2 separate regions of the Mus musculus genome follow, and region 2 is linked to region 1. The links are chromatin contacts, called in public promoter capture Hi-C maps. All regions are on one chromosome and are shown on one strand. The core of a region is the stretch at or near the end of the contact, and the rest is flanking DNA. Distances in the headings are between cores, read along the strand shown.

The links. Promoter capture Hi-C pulls out the DNA fragments that hold promoters and counts their contacts.
Region 2: a promoter capture Hi-C map of hippocampal neurons shows a contact between it and region 1, with 3 times the contacts expected there. The contact joins the promoter of Krtap6-2 here to the promoter of Krtap13-1 in region 1. A contact is called at or near these places in 2 of 39 promoter capture datasets (the 3T3-L1 cell line and hippocampal neurons).

What each region holds. Positions count from the first base shown.
Region 1 is chr16:88,726,568-88,730,975 of GRCm38.p6, forward strand. It overlaps Krtap13-1 (keratin associated protein 13-1), which reads left to right and starts at 2,295. Exons shown (of 1, transcript NM_183189.1): 1 at 2,295-3,044. The coding sequence starts at 2,323. The coding sequence ends at 2,829.
Region 2 is chr16:89,418,225-89,422,632 of GRCm38.p6, forward strand. It overlaps Krtap6-2 (keratin associated protein 6-2), which reads right to left and starts at 1,887. Exons shown (of 1, transcript NM_010673.2): 1 at 1,099-1,887. The coding sequence starts at 1,853. The coding sequence ends at 1,386.

The sequences.
Region 1 (4,408 bases), core at 1,045-3,544:
TAACAAGATAATCACTAACACAGTTGAGCCCTGAAAGGAGACTTTGCCACAAAGGTCTTGGGAAGGAGATGTGACTGAATGTGAGTCCCTTCATTGTCTCATGACAACAATTCACAAACCTAGAGCTGGTATCTTCCACAAGTCAGAATCAAATCATGAAGTGCTGGATTCAAGGCTTTATCTTTTCTGACCTTTTCCAGTGTTCTAGGAAGATGAAGCAGAAACCACAGCTTCGTAGCTTGGGAGCTATGGGTGGCCGTCCACAGTCCATGAGCAGGTTCAGAGGGCTTCTTGCACTACAGGTACCAAACACATTCCCAAAGCATCCAACTGATGACTGTGCAAGAACATTAAACTAAAAGTTGAATCACTGAAGGTGCTCTGCTACCGGCTGGGCGATAAAATTCTCCTATATAAACAGCAATCCTGCAATGATTCTTCAAGAAAATAATGACACTTGGAACAGCAGTAGAGTTATCTATAAGTGCAGAGAGGAGGAATGGCCAGGAGACATTTTAAAGGAGAAAAATATATAAGAGAAAATTAGAATTTGTTGGTCTTAGATTCAAACCCAGGAATTAGTGTAAGTTCATTGGTGGAGGTGCTATACAGGGCAAAGTTTTCTCTAGAACATCTTTCCTCAATTGTTTCAGGATCCAAAACAGGAAAGAAACTAAAGTTTCTACATGTGTATGGGTAGAATGCATGCAAATCCTGTGGCATGTGGGGAAGTGATAAACTATCAATCCTATGGATTCTACAAAGTCTTGGCCAGAGTGCTGACCCCAGAGAGACTGGCGTGAGCTCTTTTACATTTCTACTTTTGCCTGGGTCTGGGAAGAGTCTTTTTTTTTTTTTTTTTTTTTTTTTTTTTATCAGCAACTTCCACAGGCCCTAAACTCTAAGGCTCACAGCCATTTGCTGTGGAGTCCCACATAACTAGCAACAGCCACAGCTTGTAGCCTGGGTAGGAATGTGGAGAGGGACACCTGACTGGGAGGAACATGGTCCTTGACTTGGAGCACCAACCGAGAAGAAGTGGGAAGAAGCATAAAGCTGAGATATTCTCAACAATAAATAGTGATATTGAAAGGAGCTAGTTCTCTCATCTCAAATACTTGCCAGATTTATAAAGGAAAAATATTATTTTCACCCTCTACAGAAAAGCATGTAAAAAACTCCACTCCTGTCTATAGAGGTGATGATCCATTCAGGTCAGGGAAACATCCAAATGCTCAAAGAGGAAGGCGGCATCACATCCTGGTTTTGTACTATGTGTTGGTTTTTTGAACTTTCCAAGTTTAACATTTTGCTATGATTTTCATTCTAAATTATTAACATTCATACTCAGATACATTCTCATTTATGATATGTTGTTCTGATAATGGTGACTCACAAAAATATCCTCTTCAATATTCACAAACTCTGGAACTCCCTCTGGTAAGAAAGCTGCAACCAAGCATGGACAGGTAGATTGGATAGGATAAGCTCTGAAACCATTCATCACATTGAAATGATGGTTAGTGATATGAGTTGGGAAGGAAACTCTAGATGAATTTGAACTAAGAGGAGACTATGAACCAGTACATTAAATGAAAAAATATATCCACAATACCATTCCTTCTGGTGCCATTGATTTTTGTACACTAAATGTCCCTTAATGGCCCCATATTGTTTTGATTTCATTATTCTAAATAATCATTTTTATACATATGTGTTCAAGACTAGAATGATTTTTGTACAATGTCCCATTTTTTTGGCTTGCATTTATGTAGCTCTTATAGATTGGACATAATAACCATTGATAATAATGTATTAAAAATTGGAACATTATACTGCAGAGTGTGAATCAATGCTTTGATACTGGAGCCATCTGATATGGCTTCTTGTCAATGCAAGATTTTGCCTTTTATTCAATGACCAATTGAGGATAAAGACTTTGTCATCTCTGAGAGTAATTCCCCTACCCAAACAAGAACACATACACGTCATAGACAGTGAACAGTGGGGGATTTCCTGACCATAATGGCAGAGGCACTAATTAAATAGTCATAGCATTTGTAGCATAAATACATTTCATTGACTCAGACATATAAAAAATGAGTTCTCCCTTAAACGAAAGATTAAAGGAGTTAGTTAACTGCAATTATATAGAAAATTACTGAGGTCCAGGCATGCAGATGAGGGAGCCCACATATGGAAACAATGGTTGTATAAGAAGCCACACCCATTGCTGAGAGTATATAAAGTTCCCAGGTAAGGAGTGATTTACAAACTCAGAATCTTCTCTTGTACTCTGCTCAACTTACACCTGCCATCAACATGTCCTACGGCTGCTATTCTGGAAACTTCTCTTCCCGCTCCAGTGGAGATCACCTGAGCTACCCTCACTCCTCTTGTGGCTCTTCCTACCCCAGTCACCTACTCCAGAGCACTCGCTTCTACTCCCCAGGAACCTGCCATCTGGGCTCCTCTCTCCACAGTGGCTGTCAGCAGAACTGCTTCCAGCCCATCAGATGCCAGACTTCCCATGTGGTACACAGCTCCTGCCAGCGGCCCTGCTACAGCCCCAGAGTCTCCAGTGTCTGCAGTCCCTGCAGAACCACATATGCTGGCTCTCAGAGCTTTGGATCCAGCAGCTGCCACTCTCAGGGTTATGGGTCTAGAAGCTCTTACTCTCTGAACTGTGGGTCCAGTGGCTTTAGACCACAAAGGGTCTCTTCTCTGGGCTATGGATCTGGATTCTGCCACCCATCCTATGTGCCCTATAGAACCTGTCAGTCTCCTTGCTACAGACCAAGCTGTGGCACTGGATCTGGATTCTATTGATCTTCTTTGTAACTTCCAGTCTTGTTGACCATTATCATCCTCCCCTGGTTCCCTGGCCTTTGTTGTCTTCCTTGGGCTGGGAAGAATTGTTCTCTCATTCCCTGATTGCCAATTCTTCACTTTCTCTCTAACCTCAGATATTGGCTGGTGGGTTTCCTTTGAGAACTTTGTAATTAATCTCTTAACTCAAAAATAAAGCCTGCATTGCAAATGAAGTTTACAGTGCTGAATTTCTTCCCAAATTTATGAATACTAAAATTTCAAGCTAATGAATATACTGATTTGATATTTATCTATGCTTGCTTTTGTTAGTTATTTATCATATGCTTGCTTTTGTGGTTGTGAAACACGAAATTGATTAGCATTAAATGAGCAACATGCATAGAGATTCAGGTTTTGAAGTTCTATTAAGTTGTGTACTGGATAAATACCTTATATGTCTCAGTTAGTTTTCTTACTTAAGAACATCACCTTTAATCCCAGCACTCAGGAGGCAGAGGCAGGTGGATTTCTGAGTTTGAGGCCAGCCTGGTCTACAAAGTAAGTTCCAGGATAGCCAGGAATACACAGAGAAACCCTGTCTCGAAAAACCGAAACCAAAACCAAAACCAAAAAAAAAATCAAGTATAGATTCTATTAATGAAATCCCAGATGTAAAAAATGAATTGATTTCTATTAGTAGTGGATTCTCAGGTCTATGCCAACTGGTCTACCTAAGTTATGTAAGACAGCAAAAGATAAAATATCTTTAGATTTTATGGCTATGGGGTCCCTTGTGCACTGACAATAAATGTTTTCATTGTAATGTCTCTTATGGACTCATGTCTTGAGTGCCAGTTTAACATGATAATCTCCTTAGGAGGCTGTATAACCTTTATTAAGTTTAGGCCTACATCAAAGTGATACTCATGAAGTAGTGTGGACTCAGCGGTCTATATTTCCTTGTCTTCCATGCTCTGAATTCTCACCATCTCATACTTATAGCATCACAGGTAGAGCCACTCTGCTCTGGTTCCCTATGTTGGACTTGTAATCCTATGAAATGGTGAGTGCCTGTGAATCTTCCCCATACATTGTTCTGCCAGTTATCTGGAAAAGAAACACAGAAGAAATGAAAATGACTACATTAGTTATGAAGAATAGTACAGATTTTCCAAAATGTTAGGAAAAGAACTGGATATGATTTAGCAATATACTAGAAGTAGAATAATATACTGATAAAAGACTGTATAAAAATGTGATACCTACCCACATTCAAATATTAGCTGTTAAAATGATGAGATGGTATTTTTGAGAGAATATGGAGTAAAAGAGACATAGGTATGTTATAGGATATAAGACAGACTCAGAAATCCTGAAAGAGCTCACCCACATGTACAACATGAAAAGATTGCTCTCACACATATTACACAACCCAGTTTGTCTGTCATTCTGTCATTCCATATGGTTCTCACTACTTGCTTCCTAGCTCAGTCCAGTCTCTCTTCTGCTGCCTCCAGTGTCTCCCTCCCTCTGCCTGCATCTCAACTTCCCTAAAGTTCTGTCCCAGCTCCTCCCTAGTTCTCTCTCTCTCTCTCTC
Region 2 (4,408 bases), core at 637-3,136, 690 kb after region 1:
GGGAAGAAAGTGGAAGGAGTAGTGGAAGGAGTAGAGAGGGGGGGAATATAATCTGGATATATTATGTGAGGAAAAAAGCTATTTTAAACAAAAGAAAAAATAATAAAAGAAATTAATTAATTAGTTAATTAATTAATACCATTGTCATATCTAATCCCATCCCAGACGAATCCCACTGACTTAGTGTTTGGCAGTTGGTATTTTATTTTGCACTTCATTTCATTCTTGCCACACTTCAAATATTCTATATCCGGGTCTGGCCATTGATTTTTGTCATCTTCACCTGGTCCTAAAATGTAAGAAACTTTGTTTTCTCCTTAACATTATTTAGTAAATTTTCTTTGCTACTGTCATCTTTTCAGTATTATCTCAAAGAATACAGGTTCAAAGTCCCTCCCTGAACAGACAGACATGCTGATGTATCCTCCCCTTCCCACTGAGCTGCATCTGCTGCAGTTGTATCATCACGCTTTCCTAGCTTGCTGTCCTCTTGATCGTGATGCAAACACACGGAGACCATATAATTCATCTGTAATACTTTGATTGTATCCAGGCTGTGACCTATTCAAAAATACTTGCTGTTTCAGTGAATCAGCTCACTTGACTGAATTCAGTAAATATATTTGCATTTCTATCGGATACAGAATAAGTAATAATATACTTTTCTTTTAACTTATCCCTTTTCGAGGTTTTAATCCTCCGACTAGCACCCAAGTCTAATGCTACTGCCTCAATAAGTCTGAAAATAATCTCTCCGAATTCATTCCTCCGTTAAGATCCCAGGCTGTGTCTGTTACCCTAGGACGTTTGCCATAAGCTCTTATGTAGGTGTTGTCCTTCCCCTCTTACCCTTTCCATCCTCATTTCAGAAATGGTGCCCTTTCCGAAGCTCAGTGAAGAAATGCTCACGTGACTTGTGCTTAGATGAATGAAGCCCAGAGATATGTGTGGAAAATATTGGGGGAACACATTATTGATGTAACATAGGCTCACAAGAATCAAATCAAGGTGCTCTGTAAAACTTAGTCAATGAAAAGTCAATTCAGCTTTCAATATAAGCCAAGGCAGGAGTAACTTACAAATGAATACACAAAAGTTTGTTAGAAACCAGTACCCATTTTATTGAAAAGAAACCATGCTCCCAGCTGTAGATGTAACAGCCATGTTCAGGCAACAGAAACAGATAGCAAGACAGCAGAACTAGTGAGACGAGACTGCAGATGCCAGGATCACAAAGTTGCCTTCTAAAAATGTGCAGCTGGAGGTCAAAGACTTTGTCAAATTTGTAGTTTCCTGGATATAGAGCTCTTGGCCATGGATCTTTAAAGAAGCATTTTCTTCAGAAGTGTCAGTTTAGGAGCAACTGATCCTCTCTCAGGGGTGTTCTAACAGCAAGAATAACATCTTCTGTAGCAAGATGGTCCGTAGCCACAGCAGCCAGATCTGTAGTAAGAGCCATATCCACAGCCACAGCCACTTCCATAGCCAGAGCCGTATCCAGAGCCATAGCCAGAGCCATATCCACAGCCATAGCCAGAGCCATATCCACAGCCATAGCCAGAGCCATATCCACAGCCATAGCCAGAGCCATATCCACAGCCATAGCCAGAGCCATATCCACAGCCATAGCCAGAGCCATATCCACAGCCATAGCCAGAGCCGTATCCACAGCCATAGCCAGAGCCATATCCACAGCCATAGCCAGAGCCAGAGCCACAGCCATAGCCAGAACCATAGCCACAGCCATAGCCAGAGCCATAGCCACAGCCATAGCCAGAGCCAGAGCCACAGCCATAGCCAGAGCCATAGCCACAGCCATAGCCACAGGAGTTGCCGTAGTAGTTACAACACATGTTGTCAATAGAGGAGAGTTCACTTGGGTTGCAAAAGAATATTTCTCAAGTGTGGATGCCTCTACTATCCTTGGACCTTTATATACTGCCAGTAATTGTCAGAGCATACCATTCACTCCCTGACTTAACTAACAAACATTTAAACTATTACATTCCAGTCACTGTTGACAACCCATAATGGTTTGCTTAAAATGAGTACATTACTTTGTATACTCTCATTTCATTTAAAGAGCATCATTTCAATTTCCTCTGGCAGAGAGGTTCCTCGGTCAAACCATGTTCCTAAGCATAAGAATACTGTTTAAATGTATCACCCAATGTGTGACGTATCTAGCAAAGTTTGGAGAAAATGTAAGAAAAATTCTCTCTCTCTCTCTCTCTCTCTCTCTCTCTCTCTCTCTCTCTCCTTTTTCCTATTTTCCAAATTTCTAGCTCCTACCCATTTTTACTTTTACGTTACTCTTTCTGCCCAGCATCTCTCCAGAAACCATACATCTGATAACTCTAGTACAAAAGCAACAATTGAGCCTCTTGCCACATATAGATGCAGTGAGCATGCTATCTGTATGTGACCCTTACACATCCTTCTTTCCTCCAGATACCAGGCACAGTAAGGCTCTGAGAAGCTCAGCATGCCCCCCCCCATCTCTTGCTCTCCGTGCCAAAACATGTCTTGTTGTTGAGACACCTTTAAAAACATAACTGGCAGCTATTGGATGGATCACAGGGCCCCCAATGGAGGAGCTAGAGAAAGTACCCAAGGAGCTGAAGGGGTCTGCAACCCTATAGGAGGAGTAACAATATGAACTAACCAGTACCCCCGGAGCTCGTGACTCTAGCTGCATATGTATCAGAAGATGGCCTAGTTGGCCATCAGTGGAAAGAGAGGCCCATTGGTCATGCAAACTTTATATGCCCCAGTACAGGGGAATGCCAGGGCCAAGAAGTGGGAGTGGGGAGGTAGGGGAGTGGGGGGAAGGGTTTGTGAGACTTTTGGGGTAGCACTGGAAATGTAAATGAAGAAAATACCTATTAAAAAATATATATAACATAACTGGATGGAAAAGCAAAACTTTTAAATCTCCTTTAGATCAGGAGCTACATGCTTTGCTGAAGAGAGAGGTTTTACCAGAGTTTGTAGAGAAGATTCATGCACGTTCGTGGAATTTAATAAGATGTTTCCTTCTCATTCACCTTTAATTGGGAAGTTAAAAACAATGCACAGTGTTAGAACGCTGACAGCAAGGATGCCCTTGCAGCTTCTAACGCTTCACGGATATAAAATAGAAAAAAAATTATAATTCACTCCATCTGCTCACAGTAGCTCACACAGCTCATTTCTTTTCAGATTTTGATACTTCAGTTCAATGAGCAGAGATGTTGATTGTGATCTTGAAGTGTAACATTTTTTCACAGCATTTTTCATTTTTTCCTCAGCGGTCATTCCATGTTGACCTTTTCATCATCAGAAGACAGAAGAACAGCATCATTTCTTTGGACATTAATTTTTCCTTGTTGCCATCATGCCACAACTAAAGAATTTTCTTTTTTCCCCAATAATATATTTTTATTCGCTTTACATCCCAATAACAGCCTCTTCCCTCCTCTCTTCCCAGTCCCACACTTACAAATCCCTCCTCACATTGCCTCCTCCCCTTCTCCTTAGTGAATGAGAGACTCCCCACCTTGGGTACTAACCCCACCCTGGGACATCTAGTCTCAGACCAGGCACATCCTCTCCCACTGAGGCCCAATCAGTTCTGGTGAGGAAAGGGGATCCAATGGCTGGGAACAGAGACCAAGATAGCCCCTGCTCCACCTGTTAGAGGACCCACATGAAGAACAACCTGCATGTTGTCTACAAATGTGTAGGGGCTCTAGGTCCAGCTTCTGCTTGCTCCCTGGTTTGTGGTCCAGGCTCAGAAAGCTCCCATGGTCCCTGGTTAGTTGACTATGTAGGTCTTTGTATGATGTCCTTGATCCCCCTCCAGCTGACTCCCTTCTATCCCCTACTCTTCCATAAGACTGTCTTGGCTCTGCCTGATGAAGCCTCTCAGGAGACAGTTATGATTTCCACATTAATATTGCAAATCTTGTCACTAAAGAACTTTAAAAATCCATGCACACCCATAGTAAAGATGATGCCTAGAGAACAAAGATATTTGTCAGGATTCCCCCAACTCTTACTCTGACTGATAATCCTTGCACTGATGTACATTGCATCAGTTGCAAGTGACCCCACAGACACATCCTCCAAGGACTTGATATTTTAGAAAGGATGTGGAGCTTAACAGGCTGTGCAGGATGGGGCAGCACCTTGTACCTTGATGTCCTCTCTCCTTGGTTCTCTCTCAGAGTACAAATCCACCAATAAAATTATTTGAGTAACAATATGGTGCTGTACAGTGGCTGTGGTTTGCAGTTATAAGTGTGCTACCACGCCATAAGGACTTGTATTTAAACTTTGTGAATATCTGTCTAGGAGAATATTCATAAACTCTTAATGTGATTAGTTCTTGAAGCAAGCTTTGGAAGAAGACCATATCCTATCTCCA